2 separate regions of the Mus musculus genome follow, and region 1 is linked to region 2. The links are chromatin contacts, called in public Hi-C maps. All regions are on one chromosome and are shown on one strand. The core of a region is the stretch at or near the end of the contact, and the rest is flanking DNA. Distances in the headings are between cores, read along the strand shown.

Region 1 (4,749 bases), core at 1,697-4,196, 950 kb before region 2:
ACGTTCTGGTCATAGTGACCCAGATACAAGGAGGTCCAAAAGAATAGATTGGTTTTGCCTGCCTACCTTTGCCTCCTTGCTGGTGAGTGCATCTGCATTGTCTTCGCTGCCATCAGGACTTAGCTCCTTCAGCCTTCCGACATGGACTGAAGACCCGTGGCCTCTGAGAATCCTCCAGGCCTTGAGCACCAGATTGGAGCTCATGAGACAATCAGTCTTATGGACTGACTGAGTAGACATTGATTCTCCAGTGTGTAGATGGCCATTGCTGGACAAATTGTGTAAGTCCTACTTGTGATATGTATGTATTCAGTTCTGTCCTATGGAGACCCTGACTTATAAATATATTATCCTGTCTAGATTCTAGGCTAGGGCATGACAGGCTGCACATGGAACTATCATGAAGGGTTTGCAGAAGAGCGCTGAAGAGCTGAAGAAGACAAGATGGAGGGTAAGCATGCTCAAGCAATACTGACCTGCCTCTTCATGCATCTCTCTGATGGAAGGCCAATTTCCCACATTGCTGGTACCGTGATAATAGAAAGCATGTGACTTTCATAGAGCAATTGTCTGTGCCCCTGGAGTTTCCCCCAGGGGTTCAAGGCCAGCAGTGCTGGCATGAGGTCTGTACCAATGGTCAGGATCTGGGACACAGGCTACGAATTCACAAAGCATGGATGTGTGGGGTGAATAAGAGACAGGAGCTGTGCTTGGAGGCCACTGCAAGCTCAGGCCACAGAAGATTGCATGAGCAGAGACAGGGTATCAATGAGGGGACCCAGCCCTTCTTATCTGTTATCCTGTCCTCTGTTATTTAGAACTTCTAAGACTTGGTGATGAACTTTTCCAGACCCTCACTGTCTGCTGGGATGGGCCATTGTCATGACACAAAGAAGGCTCCTATCCAGAGTGTGCAGGATATGACAGCCGCCCACAGGCTCTCAGGATGATGGGGCTGTCGAATCCCGAAGTTTCCAGGCATGACAAAGAGCCTCCCGGAGTGTCCATGGGGAAGGAATCCATCACAGTGAAGGGCTAAGGAGCTGCTGAGGGCCCTCGAGCCTCCCGTGGAGGGCGGGAGATAATGAGGGCTGACTCAGGGCCGCCCACCTGGGCTGCAATTATTCAATTTTCTTGGAAAATCGGCTTCATCATGATGAATACTTCGCTGATTTCAGAGCAGATTAATGCACTTGATATGAAGTGCGATCCCATCCATCAGCTCCTGAAACTTGCTACAAGCTTGTGCTGATTAACACATCTTCTTTGGCTATCTTGTCTGGTTGGTTCACCCACAGCCTCCAGCCCTCGCTGACCCAAGGAAGTGGGAGGAAGTTTTTTTTTTTATAAATGTTATGTTCCATAGTCTTTTACATTTTCGAATTCTTTGTGTGTTCCCCTGTGCTCGTACGTGTGCATGTGCGTGTGCGTGTGTATGTGTATGTGTGTGCGCGCGCGCATGCGTGAGCGTGTCTAGGCATGCAGGTGGTGGCCAGAGAGGTGGGTGCCCTTCCTTGGGAGATGTCTGTCTTGTGTTTTGAAGTTAGGGTCTCCCTCTCAAACATGGGAAGCCATTATTTTATCTAGATTGGATAGACAGCAAGGTTGTCTCTAACTTTCCAACACTGGAGTTCCAAGCATAGTTTGTTGTACATGGGTTGTGGAGGTCCAACTCAGGTTCTCTTGCTTGCCCGGCAAGCACTTTACTGAGTGATCCATCTCCTCGTCCCCTTTCACGTTCTGTAGACAAATATTTCAGTCCCTGTTTTTGGCTGACTTGTTGACGCTCAAACTACTGATTTCTTAGACCAAGACTGAGTATGGAGTGTGGGTAAGGTAAGATGGGGCTGCTCTGGTGGGCACGGCTGTGGTCCTGACAAGAGGGCAGCATAAACATGAGAAGGACACCCATGCCATGTGTCACATTGCAAGGTGACTGCTATAGGCTAGGGAAGAGACCTCGAAAGGGCCATCCTATGGACACCTTCATTTGGGCTTCCAGCTTGAGAACAATAGGACAACCACGCTGCATTTTAAAGATCCTGGCTGCGGTGCTTTGTTAGGGCAGCATTAGAAAATAAACACCTCACTGACACGGCCTCACCCCCTGCCCTACCACTGATGGCCCACGCATGTGTGTGCATGTGTGTGTGGCTGGGTATACACATCAGGTGTCCTTCTCCACCACTGCCCACTTTAATGCTTTGAGACTGGGTCTCTCACTGAACTCTCTGGCTCTACCTACATCTCCACCCCACAAGCTGGGATTGCACAGCCGTGCCCAGCTATGTAATGCGAGTGCTGGAGATCCTAACTCAGGTCTTTACCCAGCCCCACACTGCTGGCCCTTGGGAGACCATTTTAATCATCAACGTCCACCATTCCTCCAGGAACTTGTCTGTTTTCTGGGTTCAGGCAGCTCCTTCTACAGGCAGCTTGACCCTCTGGGCACACCAATGGCCTCTGATGGCCTGTGTTGGCTTCCTCTCTCTGCTATTCTCTCCTGCAGCACACCCACACCCAAGACTGAAAGAGAGCAGTACTTGCAAGGACCAGGACTTACCCAAAGAAAGTATGGAATAAGAAAGTACAAGAGGTAGCTGAGTGGCTTAAGGTCATCACTGCTAGGTACGCGCTTCCCTAGGCCTGGGGGCTTTCAGGCTGGCTCTGAGAGCCTCAGAAATCTCCCCGAGTCTGGGGCTGCCTTGTGCCCAGCTCCAGAAGCTTGGGGGGGGGGGGACTCCTTAGTGTCAGAGGCATAAAGCTGGGGTGAGAGGTTAATGTTCATGGGATGGGCAGCCTACTGTGGGGCATAGAAATGTGGGCGGACAGGACTTCTATGCTCTGTGATACTGGACATCCAGAGGAAGACGGCTCAGGACTGAGTGCCCAGCTGGCATGGACTCTGGGCCCAGATGGCAAGCCAGATGGGACAATTGTTTCCTGGCACCCAGGAGAGATAACTCAGTGGGCCGTTGCACAATACGCTGCCATGCGGCGTGGACAATCGGAGCTGTCTGGAGGCGGTCTCCTGCTGGTCACACATCCCGGAAAACCTGGCTCATGAGACCATGAGCCAAAGGGAGCTGGTATGGATGCCACTAGCTGACCTCTCCCACCTCGACACCTTGGGACTTTCCCAGATAACAAGGCTCTGGGATAATAGGGCCTTTCTCCAGTCTGGATCAAGTCAAGGTTTGACCTCCAGGAACCCAAGGACATCCACTCTTAAGTAGCAGCTTTGTTCCATGCTTGGGGTTTTCACTTAGGTCTGAGCTCCCAGATTTGAAGTGAGATCCACCAGAGGCTCTGAAGATGGGCTCTCAGCCACCTGGGCAGCCAGCAGGCACTGGAAAGCCTGCTTTCCCTTCTGTGGAGCCTGGTCGATCGCAGGATGGGCTCACACAGAGAGCAGCCTCTGAGAGGTTCTGGTCACGTAGGCAGGTACACGGGAAACAGTGTGGGGAGGCCTCAGTACACATCCCGCTACCGCTCTGCCCACATACCTCCTGGCAGCATTCTGTAGGATAGAACGCTGTCTTCCAGGTGGGGGTCATGTCCTCAGCTCTGCCTGCTACTCTTCAGAGGGTCCCCTGGAGGCTCACAGAGGCCACTAAGATAGAAGGGATGCTGCTGAGGCTGTGGAAAGTGGCTGGGCAGTGACCTCAGGGGCAGGAGCTAGACACAGATACTCCTTTATGCTCCATCCTCACGATTTCCGGAAACCAAAGTGATTAATGTGGGGATGGAGGGGGTCCCAAAGAGATTGTATCCCTAGCTTTGTTCAGAAGGAGAAACTTAAGAGAAAGGGCCAGAGAAAGGGACTCTGCCTTGTGTGTGTGTGTGTGTGTGTGTGTGTGTGTGTGTGTGTGTGTGTGTGATTACAGAAGAGTTGGGGCAAGCACAGGTACTACGGCTCCCAGACCTCCTCCCCTCTATCCAAGAGAGCTGCCTGTTAGCACAGCAAGGGTGTCTCTCCACAGAGAGACCAATAAGACAACAAAGAGACAGCTCTCTCCTTTCATCTGCTCTGAAGGCTCCCATCTCCCTTGTGGCACCTAGCAAACGTTTCTGATGAAGCCTTTCCCACAGTCCCGGACTCAGAGCATACATCTGCACCTCCTGGTGGACTAAGCTGACTCTCGTCAGGCTGGGTCTATGTGCACAGAAGAACAGGGCATGATGGGAGCTGGGAGGCTGCTTTGTAGAGCTGTTTGCAAGTGACCATGTGGATGACATTTGGAGCTGAACTGGCAGGCCAGGCCATCTTAACACAGGACAGGGTGTGGGTTTTTCACGACCTCCCTAGATTCTGAAACCAACCCCTCCCCACCACCCTCCCTCCCCGTCACCCTCCCTCCCCCCAATTGAGCCCTCCTCAGCCTTGCTTTCCCCCTCCTGCTGGGGTCGTCTCACTGCCTGGGTGGTGAGGCAGGGGAGGTGCCACATATAACCCTGGGCTTCCCATAGGCCCAGATCTCAAGCTGGGTTGCCTCTAGGTGACATGTGGCCCTTGCCAGGGCTTAGGCTATTAGAACACAAAGTGTAGGTCTTGCTTCAGGTGTCTTCGGACTGCATCTTGCGTGTCCCAAATGGCATGGTCAGGGTGGTTATTTTGCCTCTGACCCTGACATAGGCCGAAAATGAGGACTGAGTGGACAGTCAGAAGGGACAAATGAGGAGTCAGAAATAGTCAACTGCTCCTTCCAAATGCCTATCTGGTCCCCCCCTCCCTTCCCAGTGGGACTT
Region 2 (5,010 bases), core at 1,904-4,403:
GGTAGTGACCATGATGATGGTGATCTGGTGGAGGTGGTAACAATGGTGATCATGATATGGTGGAGGTGACAACAGTGATGGTTAGTGATATGGAGGTGGTGACCATGGTGATGGTGATATGGTGATGTGGTAACCATGGTGATGGTGATGTGGTGGCAGCAGTGATGGTAATGCTGGTGATAGAGGTGGTGATCAGGTTGGTAGTGATGATGGTGCTGGGTTGGTCATGACAATTCTACTATCAGGGAGGACTCTGTGCCCGACACTGTGCTCCATCTTTATAAGCATTCTCTCTTCTCTCCTTCTTAGTACTCCATGAGGTGCTATTATCAAAGTCATGGGCGGCTGGACCAGAAAGGGCAGTCATCAGAGGCTGCCACTGTGTGCAGCAGCCCTAGACCTGACCTATGACTACCCCTGTCCTAGATACTTCAAATAAATGATCTCCCTCTGCCCCAGACAGAAAGGAGCCAGGACCCCACCCCAGGGCTGCAGGAAACCCCCTATGGCTGACATGCAGAACAATTCAATCCAAAGTTTCTCACATGGAAGATCTGGTTGGAGATCTTGGCAGCGGTCCGGAAATCCCAGGCGATAATGGTTCGGTCAGCAGAGTCCCGGGTGGATGCGTCCGTACTGCTAAGAAACTCGGAGCCCTCCTGGAGGAAGAGAATGTCCAGGGTCTGCTGGATGGTGGCCTTGTAGCCTTTCACCACCTGTAAGAGTAGACACTAGTCACCATGGTGGGCGTGGGGAAGGTGCTCACCCAGGGAAAGCCAAGGAGTGTTAGGTAGTACTCAGGATGGGCAGGGCCAGTGAACCTATTCTGGGCTATACACACTCCACACAGCCCCAGCATAGATGGTTCCCTGTGACTTTCCAGCCTCACCAGGCCATAGCTGTTTGCTCTTGGGAACCAATGACCTGTCAGATGCAAGCTGACCTGCTGGTTATGTCCACCGTCTCTGTCAGTATGTGGTACAATGAGCAGCAGTTGTTTCCTGGGCTGACAGGATCCCTCAACAGCAGCAATATACAGTGAACTCACATTAGGGACGGGGGCTCCCACCTCGTCCTCAGTACCTAATAAATAGTGCCATCCAGCAACGATGGTATCATTCCTCTGAGAGGGCCTGAATGTGTCACGTAACTCACAGCTACAAAACCTGGACTACTGTCCCTGGACGAGTAGCTGTGACACAGGGAACAAGCGTTCTTAGGACTCAAGTCTCAGAACACAGCTTACATTGGTTTTGATTTTTATTTCCTAGAACTTGCTCTCGAGACCAGGCTGGCCTTGAACTCACAGAGATCCACCTGCCTCTGCCTCCCAAGTACCAGTATTAAAGACCCGTGCCACAACCACCCAGCAGAATGCATTTGACTTTTAAAGATGTGCTTTATTTTCTAGGGATCATCCCTGGTATCTCCCAGCCTCCTCTCCTAAACGAGGGGAACCATGCCCTGCACTGTCTTCCACGAGTCCTGCTCTGACATGCTGGGTTTGGTAGGAGCGAGCGAGCGAGCGGGGTCCAGCACAAGGACTCAGGGCACCTCCACTGAATGAGCTCTCACATGGCAGGGCAGGGCATGATGACAAATGCAGGGCTGAGATGCCCACCCAGCCCCTGCTGCCTGGAAGGGAAGCCCAGGCAGCCCACAGGCACTGGTCACAGGGTTATCAGCTCTCTCGGCGCCACCATGTGGCTACAGCAGACACACAGATCTGGGGTCATCCGTTCCGCTGGCTAGCAAATGAGGTGAGGCCAAGCCTCACCCATCCCAGCTGCTTCCCTTGGGGCTCACAACTGGGGTGTCTGCTGGACAGTCCCTGCCTCTGTAAGTTACTAGGGGCAAACGTGGGCAACAAATGATTTGGCCTCTTCACAAGTAGGCTTCTACTGGAGTGACATCAGACCCACCCACCCCCAAGCCCTGAAGAGGAGAGGCCAGCCCTGCAGAGACATGAAGGCAGGACAGGGCCACAGTCTTCCCCTCACAGATGCTTCTAGGAGCGTCTCCAGCTACAAGAGCTGCCTGCTTTCTTGTGTGTCATCCCACGAGACCAGGATCCATGGGCACAGGCCCACAAGGCATCCAGGTCCCACACTGCTGCTGAGATATACCCCCGCTAGGCATGAACCTGGGGAGGGCAGGACATGTCACAGCCCCCAATATCTGCCCCACAAGCTTACCCAACACCCAATGTTCAAGCACAGTTCTGCTTTCTGGTGGGCAGAGGGGTCAGCAAGCAAACTGGCTCTGAGGGTCTTCCCTGCCCCTGTTCATCCCTAAACAGTCCAATCCCACCACCCTTAGACCCCTTCTCCCATGCCCTTTGGGACTGTGTGGCCATGTTAAGATACCTCCGCTCACCCTTCCCCTCTAACTGTCTCCATCAACCGCAGGCCAGGTCGCCAGGCATCAAGAGCTAACTAGGAACACCAGTGACTATAGAGTAAGAAACTGCTCTGGCCACATCTCACCTCTCAGACACATCTCTGCAGGTGGCCTGGATCCTTCTCCCTGGTGAATCCGTGCAGAGCCGGCCAGGTCATAGAGGACAGCAGTTAGTGGTCACCATGTGTGCCCTGGGATATGTGTGGCCTTAAGAGCACATGCCCTGTAGCCTCCTTGGGTTAGGCCAGGGGATGATGAAGGCACCTGGGGCTCTCCCTGTATTTTCTAACTCAGGACAACAGCCTAGAAAGGCATACCTAGGGGCCATCTGCCATGCATGTCAGAACTACCTATACCCTGCACCTTCCAAGTAAACTCTACCAGAACAAAAGGCACACATCTTCTCAGAATGGCTACAAATAGCACAGTTCATTAGGGCACCATAAAAGCAAATGGCTGGGAAACTGGCCGTGTTACAGATGAACCCTGCCAATGAGGCACAGCTGTGGGCAGGAAGCTAGCCTTCGGAGTGCTCCTCACCGCATGGCAGACTTTCCTTCCCGCTGAGACATACCCTGTAGGCTGGGGAGTTTTACGGCAACCTTGATTATTACCTGGGCAGCTGGCACGCCCTACCTCGGGACTGGAGCCAAGGAGGAGAGCCTCCACTGGCAACCCCAGACCCACTGGAAAAGCCTGGCTGTGGGGAAGGTAGACGACAGCTTGTGTCATAGCTGGAGAATTAAGACCGCCTGTGGATAATCAACCTGGACTCCGATGGACTGTTCATGCCGACCAAGGCACAGCCTTGCCTCTTTGAGGCTCTGGCTCTCTCGGATCGAATGGGCTGTTCCAGTGAGGTTCTGGCCATGGCCCAGGTCTCCACTCCCAGATTGTTCCATTTCCCTGATATCAGGCATATGGGCTTCTTCAAGTGTGAGAATGTGACAGTCTATACATGCCAGCTCTAGAGCATGCTTGTAGGGCTTGTCCCTCAGGCCGAGTCAGTCACAGAGCTTTGAGAATGACCATTAAAATGTCTGTAGACATTAGAGAAGCAACAGAACTTTATACTAATAAAGCAAAGGAAAACATAAATCAGAGAAGACAACGTGACTGGATTCCTCTACGGGCCAGGCTTTGGGGTACTTCCCAGACACAATTTTACAGCCAGGAGCAGTGAGAGAGAGGCCAGTCCGGCTGACCAAGTGGCAACTAACTAACACAGCTCACTCACAGGCAGAAAATGAGCAGATAAGTAACGAACGAGTAACAGGCAGCCACGTGGGAGAGGCGTTTGTAAGGGGCATTAGATGCAAAGGTTACCATCTGCAACACCAGCAGCCTCTGAGACAAGACAGCCTCTGAGAAAGCCTGAGCTCCACAGAAGATGGCGAGAGGACGCAGCTCATCGACAGGGAAATGGCTTCGACCTTGCTTATAACAAGAGCAATTTAAGCAAACTTAAATGTCATCCCTTGCCTATTAAATGAGCAAACTCCCAGAGTCTGACAGCACCTCTGTTGGGTGGTGTCAGGGTGTTGGATGCTATAAGCTGCTGGCAGAGATGCACAGACTCAGAGAGGAGGGGCCGGGCAACCCAGGGCAACACTACAGACGTGCGGCACCCTGCAACCCACAACCCACCCCACACCCAACAACTGGTTATAGAGCTGCACGGGCGGGCAGGACACCAAGATGTCAGCATGATGTCAAAGACAGTGAAGAACTGGGAACAGCCCAGCGTACGCCACGGAGAGCACGGAGAGGACTTGGGTACCGCCATGCCTGTTGCAACACCAGGGAGCCTGTCCTGCTAAAGCCAACACCAGGGCCCCATGTTCAGAGCCCCGCTGCAGAGGTAGAGAGGGAATGAGCAGAGGGTGACGGAGAGGGGTGTGCACACGCGTTCAAATCTCCGCACTTGGGAGGTCAAGGCCAGGGGATCTAAGTTCAAAGTCATCCTTAGTCACAAAGCAGCAGACGCTTGAGATCCCATTTAATAAGCGCACAATAGGAATGTAAGCTTAAAATAAAAATCAAGCAGTACATTTCACCAGTAGAGGAAGGGGACAGAATGAGGGAGATGGAGTTACCAGGGTTATTTGGTTATTTCTCTGGGGGCTGGAGAGATGGCTCAGTGGTTAGAACACATATTGCTCTTCCTGAAGATCTAGGCTTCATCCTCAGCATCCACACCCTCCTTGTTAGCATCCACGTCAGCTCGAAACTCCCAGAAAATCCAACACCCCCTTCTGGCCTCCTTGGCCACCTGCACACATGTGACTGGTGGCATACATACATACATACATACATACATACATACATACATCATACATACTCACACACATACGCACATTTAAATAAAAATCCTTTTTAAAAAAGATCTTACTTTGTAGATTTCACTCATGAATAAGGATCACTGATGACAGTTTAGGTTTCATGAACCATGTACAGTCACTGTTGCGGTATGTACTGTGTGTGTGTGTGTGTGTGTGTGTGTGTTTTGTGTGTGTGAGCACGCTCTCAGCAGAGACAGCTCAAGTGCGCGCATATTAGAGTTGATTACAGGCATAAAACCCACATTTAGCCCAGGGGCCATATAAAAGC

Evidence for each region. A called contact is a pair of places that touch in the nucleus more often than the background predicts.
Region 1: a contact with region 2 is called in a Hi-C map of cerebellum, with 2.2 times the contacts expected there. The contact joins two enhancer-like sites. A contact is called at or near these places in 1 of 15 datasets of contacts at CTCF or cohesin (large pre-B cells) and 1 of 484 Hi-C or Micro-C datasets (cerebellum).

The regions. Positions count from the first base shown.
Region 1 is chr12:109,973,993-109,978,741 of GRCm38.p6, reverse strand. No RefSeq gene overlaps it. Among named protein-coding and RNA genes, the nearest start is that of Gm34667, 48 kb to the left of the region's middle. Within about 2 kb of position 2,946, at least 17 of the 459 cell types and tissues checked have an H3K27ac peak or open chromatin away from gene starts, as enhancers often do. A contact at or near this core is called in cerebellum, where this site is marked.
Region 2 is chr12:109,020,669-109,025,678 of GRCm38.p6, reverse strand. Wdr25 (WD repeat domain 25) reads right to left here. Exons shown (of 7, transcript NM_177602.3): 5 at 546-716. Among named protein-coding and RNA genes, the nearest start is that of Gm52002, 22 kb to the left of the region's middle. Within about 2 kb of position 3,153, at least 10 of the 459 cell types and tissues checked have an H3K27ac peak or open chromatin away from gene starts, as enhancers often do. A contact at or near this core is called in cerebellum, where this site is marked.